2 separate regions of the Mus musculus genome follow, and region 2 is linked to region 1. The links are chromatin contacts, called in public Hi-C maps. All regions are on one chromosome and are shown on one strand. The core of a region is the stretch at or near the end of the contact, and the rest is flanking DNA. Distances in the headings are between cores, read along the strand shown. Region 1 overlaps Phactr2 (phosphatase and actin regulator 2). Region 2 has its middle 10 kb from the start of Gm40603.

Region 1 (2,700 bases), core at 86-2,585:
GTGTGTGTGTGTTGCGTGTGGTGTAGTTTTGTTGTGTTGTGTGTGATGTGTTGTATTGTGTGTGGTGTGTGGTGTGGTGTGTATGGTGTGGTGTGTGTGGTGTGGTGTGATCTGTGTGTGTGGTCTGTGTGTGTATGGTGTGTGTGGTGTGGTGTGGTGTGTATGTGTGGTCTGTGTGTGTATGGTGTGTGTGGTGTGGTGTGGTGTGGTGTGTGTGTGGTCTCTGTGTGTTGTGTGTGGTGTGGTGTGTGTGTGTGTTGTGTGTGGTGTGTGTGTTGTCTGTGGTGTGTGTTGTATGTGGTATGTGTGGTGAGGTGTGTGTGGTGTGTGGGATGAGATGTGTGTATAGTGTGATGTGTGTAGTGTCATGTTGTACAGATACGGTACGTGCATGTCCTTCAAATTGGGGTTCTACTATCAAAACCCAGCTTTGCAATCTCCTCCCACAAAAGAACACCACTGCTACCCTCATAAGGGAAAACCACAGACTCTGAAAGCTTTTCCTGGGAAGGACGGAAGTGTGCTACCCAAGGTTTGGCTATCGCTCGTGTGCCATAGAGTATTAAGAATTGTATCTGCCATATAACTGTGCCGTGTAATTTTTGTTTTCAAATAAGTTTCAGCTTACGTTAAAAAACCAAAACCAAAACAAACAAACAAACAAAAAAACCCAGTAAATCTTGTCTCTTTCAACAGAAAGAAGTTTTGAACAAAAAAGTTGAATGTTACAAACAAGTTTCTCACAGGGACCAGGTACTTGGTGATCAAACACAAAACTTAACATGAGTCAGAGGGGAGCTCAGAGAACTTTTGGCTTTATTGTATATTCAAGTTTAGGGTTTTTTTTTTTTAATGAATATGTTTAGTAAACTCACTTTTTCAGGAACAGAAAGAAAATCTTATGATTTGCAAAACTGTGTCATCTAGAAAAAGTGTGAGAAGACCTTCCGGGCACTGTCCCGGAGAGCAGAGTGTCACACAGCAGCCTCCTGTCCTGGCTGTCCCCTGGGCGTTATATAACGCAGAGGTAATTAAGAAACTCAGCCTTGGACTGTAAATCCCATCCCACAAAGACTAATCCAGCGTGAAGACATCCGTGCGCAGATGCGCCGTGTTCCCAGCCAAAATAAAGCCGGCAGCCTTGGGATACATACATCTGCTCTAATCCTGCCGGACATCAATTTAGAAGGATTCGGTTTAGCCAAGGACATTGGCTTTCCCTGACATATCTCCTTCCAGAAAAGTGATTATACTGTACTGGCTGAACACAGCAACTCTAAACGTTCCTAAAAACTTAAAAAAAAAAAAAAAAAAAATTTGTTCACAGACTGGAACATAGACTTTTCCTCCTTTAAATTGAAAACAAATGTCCACTTAGTAAGACTTAATGTATTTAAGAGTCAATTGTCTTCTGAAAACAGTTTATCCCAAGAAGAAAAGGATTTTGATTCAACAAAGCAGTGAAGTCAGAGTTTTAATAGATTGGAGAATAAATAAACGTTAAGTCGTTAAAAACAAGAATTAATGTAAGAATTCTTCCTAAGTTCTAGAGAACTTGACAAGAGAGAAACTCACAAAGGACAAACTGGTTTTTCTGTGTTCAATAGAAGCTGTTCAGTACCAACACAAAATGCCTGGCTTTGGGTTTAATTGGTGTGACTTCGGCGCCATCTTGTGCCCAAAGTTCAAACAGCAGTAAAGAGGGTTTCCTCCCCCCTCCAACCCTGCCCCCCATTTTGACATTTTTTTAATACCTTGAAAACTTTCTAAAAACATCTTATCACAGAAAATATAAGGGAGAAATTATCAGTGTTCAACCTTCCAGTGATGTGGCTCTCAAAATTTCCGACCTGGTGCCTAAAAATATCCTATATACCAGATAAAACAAAGCCACAGGTGAAGAGAGAAAACTAAATGGTTAACTGAGTGTGAGTGTGTGTGTGTTTCAGAAATTGATATCCTGTGTTCTCTCTCTCTCCCTCTCCCTCTCCCTCTCCCTCTCCCTCTCTCTCTCTCTCTCTCTCACTCGCTCTCTCTCGCCCTCTCCCTCTCCCTCTCTCTCTCTCGCTCTCGCTCTCGCTCTCTCTCCCTCTCCCTCTCTCTCTCTCTCTCTCTCTCTCTCTCTCTCTCTCTCTCTCTCGACTATCTGTCACTCAGCATGGAACTCAACAGTGAGGCTATACTGACTGATTACCAAGCTCCAGGGATGCCCCTGTCTCTCCTCTGCATCCCCAGCACCACAGGAGTGTACCACTGCATCTTAACTTTCAAAGTAAACTCTATGGGACCAACCCCAGGTCCTCTCCCTTGGACAGCAGATCGATCACCTCACAACTGGGCCACCTCCCCGACCCTTCACCAAGGGATTTTTAAGGACCTTTGTAAGTATGACCTTTCACACATCTCATTGGCTCACAAGTAACGCTTGGAAATCGTGACACTCAGAAGATCACTAGCAGATACAAGGTTGAACTCTTAAACGATGAAAATATCCTCATTGAATCACCTATTTGTCAAAAAAAAAGTTTTCAAACCTGTTAGCTATTTGTCTAGTTATAGCCCTCATTAACACGCCAGTTGCACACTGTGCACTAATTACCCACCACATAGTTAAATTTAAACTTACCAGTATTCATAAATACTCAATTATTTAACCAATATTCATAAAAAGATTTTCCATGATATCTTAAAACTTTCTGT
Region 2 (2,786 bases), core at 127-2,626, 900 kb after region 1:
TATTTATTGCTCCAGATTCCAGCAGCTTTCTTGATTCCAGAGTCCAAAGGAAACCCTAGGGAACCATGGAATTGGAGACAAAAAATATTCTAGGTATTTTAAGTCCTTGTTTTCAGACTAATATAGTTTGGCTGGATGTTTTCTGTTCAGTAATCAAGATGACCTCCAGGTGAGTCCAGAAAGTAAATCAAATTGGCCTCAGAGAGAGGTGGCCACAGAGCATTGTCAAGAATCAGTCCCATAACAGCAGTACGTAATGCTTGTCCATATGGTTATGAAGGGGAGACACAAACTACTCCTTCCACAAAGCATCACACGGGAATGTTTCTTGAAGAAGTTCAGATTATGAGCAATAGCAACTTGTTCTGCATAGGTCTGGGGGGTTGGTGGTACCAGTGAGGGCCATCTTTGGGGATAATTGACTGCCATTTTCTTTGTATTTTCACACAATAATAATAAATGTGCTGCCGAGGCCTCATTATAAAGATGGTGGCCTCATTAGTGAGGCTCCTCCCCCACAACCTAATTATTTCCCACAGACTCTCACCTGAGTGCCGTCATCTTAATGGGTAGAATATGATCACATGACTTCAGGGAGGCCGTGCACATTCTCATAATGTGAGTAGCTTCTTAGGTTAGCTATGAAAGTTAAAAAAAAAAAAAAAAAAAAACCTGAGACTATCACAGAATGAAGAGTTGCCTATCAAGTTTAAAATCTGGATCCAGGAGTGTGTATCGGAATGTGTATATCTATATGTGATAGGTTCCTAGAAGCCTTTTGAAGAAAGACTATTTGATACTCCACCTTTTATCATAGAGCACTACTTTTTATCTCATCTGAGATTTATTCTATCTTTAAAAGTGTTGAACTTTAAAAGTACACCCTCAACAAAGCCAATTCTGCATGGGCTTTCTTGGTGTACAAGATGTTCCATATGCACAAGGCAAGTTAATCAAAATGAACCACACAAAAGGGAATGACTTATGCCTGAGAGTCTTGCTTTACGTGGTCACCGCCATCAGTCCTCCAAGCTGCCCTGACCCCACAGGTTTTTCCTGGCTTTGAGAAGTTCCTGCTGCTTTCAGGGCTCTGTTATTTCATTCTGACTTTCCTGGAAACAGAAGTGCATGGGCCTTTAGCCTGGGTAGCTGTGACCCTGCGTGCTCCACCTACATCATTTATTTATAAGTTGGCAGGGAGTAAGTCTGGTACTTTCTGTGCTGAGGAAAGCTGACTAACATTCCCTGCTCCAACCCAGCCCTGGAATGCAGATGCTCTCAACCTTCAAAAGCCGACTCCAGCCATGCCTGTGCACAGTCTGGAAGACCCTGGGGCTCGAGAGCTCGAGTTAATGACACACCATCACATGGCTGTGGTTACAGGCTGTCTTGCCAAGGTTGTACAGCTGGTAGCCTGTGTGTTGGAAGATGCTGGTGCCCCCTGCTGTACCTGGAGTTGCCAGAGGAACAGCTTCAGTGGGGTTTAAAGAGAGCCCAATTTATCTTTTCTCTAAGGCGCCCTTGTTCTTTGGCTGCTGGCAGGTCTCACTCAGCTTGGGTTGTGGTTATGTCTGTGTTAGATACTAAGCCATCTGTCTTCCCCAGGGGCAGGGCTGATTTATAAGGGAGGCTGTAGACAGTGGTTGGCACTGTCCTAGCCTGGATTTTACTTCAAACTGGAACCCCCTGAATATTCTGTACTGTGTTCACTTTCTTGCATGGGACAAGCATTCCATGTGCTTTTTGTTTGTTTGTTTGTTTGTTTGTTTTGTTTTGTTTTGTTTTTGTTTTTGGTCTCCAGGGTTTGTTTACTATAGAGTTATAGAATACCACTGAGGCCATTTTTCAGCTCATTTAATCTTCTCAAATGAAGTTTATTTCCCCCTTCCCATCAGCTCCTTTTCCCGCAGCTGCCAGAAGCTCTTCACATTCATGCTTGCATTAAATATTTAAGCATGCATTTCCAGGGCAGGAATGTATTCTGTGCTCAGAGCAGTGCTGGCAGATGAATTTCTTCCACTAGAAAGGAGAAGACTTTATGGAGGGCTTATGATGGGTTGTCACATGATACACCAGGAAATAGAGATACAGGAGCCTCTATGTTATTTGAAGCTTCAGAAAGACCTTTATTCCTAGAAGATGCTTGGTATGCAGCAGCATTGCAGGGCCATGAAATTCTAGGTCAACACGACAGAATTAAAGCTGATGAATAATGCATGTGGACTTAAAGGAAAACCTGCACCTTCTGAAGGAGATGGTAACGTTTAAATTCTTGCAACCCAGGCGCACATCTTTTATTCAGTGAATAGGCTCCCACTCGCAAACTTTGTAAAGAACAACTTTATCATCTGTGGGGACTGATGTGACCCCACTGTTTACTGAGCACCACACATGCACTTAGCTTACTAATGGGGAAGAGGAAGATTGAGATAAGGATGTGAAGGGTCTTAGGGATTCGGCTAGTGCATCAAGGACCCGGTCCAAGTGGATTAGGGGTTCATAGGCTTTCTGTTGAACACTGCCCTGTTTCTCCTCACAGCCCCCAGGGCAAGGAATGCTATGCTTTCACAGAAAAAATGCAGTGCAGAAGATGTGCTTTCAGAGAAACAGAGCACACACGACAATGGCGTCATAAATACATGGTCTATGTACGTTGTAGGTATGCATGATAGAATACATTATATACGTTCATATATGTATATTTGTCAGAGGATATTAGTTCACATGATGGTGGAGGCTGAGAAGGCCCATGATCTCTCAACCACAAGCTAGAGACGCAGTACAAG

What was found. Hi-C and Micro-C count contacts between places; a contact is called where the count stands out from the background.
Region 2: a contact with region 1 is called in a Hi-C map of stem cell-derived neural stem cells, with 2.9 times the contacts expected there. The contact joins two enhancer-like sites. A contact is called at or near these places in 11 of 484 Hi-C or Micro-C datasets (B cells, DN3 thymocytes, the N1E-115 cell line and 7 more) and 2 of 115 datasets of contacts at active chromatin or transcription factors (large pre-B cells and pancreatic cancer cells).

Annotation. Positions count from the first base shown.
Region 1 is chr10:13,428,301-13,431,000 of GRCm38.p6, forward strand. The region is part of intron 1 of Phactr2 (phosphatase and actin regulator 2); the gene reads right to left. Among named protein-coding and RNA genes, the nearest start is that of Phactr2, 45 kb to the right of the region's middle. Within about 2 kb of position 1,336, at least 35 of the 459 cell types and tissues checked have an H3K27ac peak or open chromatin away from gene starts, as enhancers often do. A contact at or near this core is called in stem cell-derived neural stem cells, where this site is marked.
Region 2 is chr10:14,331,450-14,334,235 of GRCm38.p6, forward strand. No RefSeq gene overlaps it. Among named protein-coding and RNA genes, the nearest start is that of Gm40603, 10 kb to the left of the region's middle. Within about 2 kb of position 1,377, at least 77 of the 459 cell types and tissues checked have an H3K27ac peak or open chromatin away from gene starts, as enhancers often do. A contact at or near this core is called in stem cell-derived neural stem cells, where this site is marked.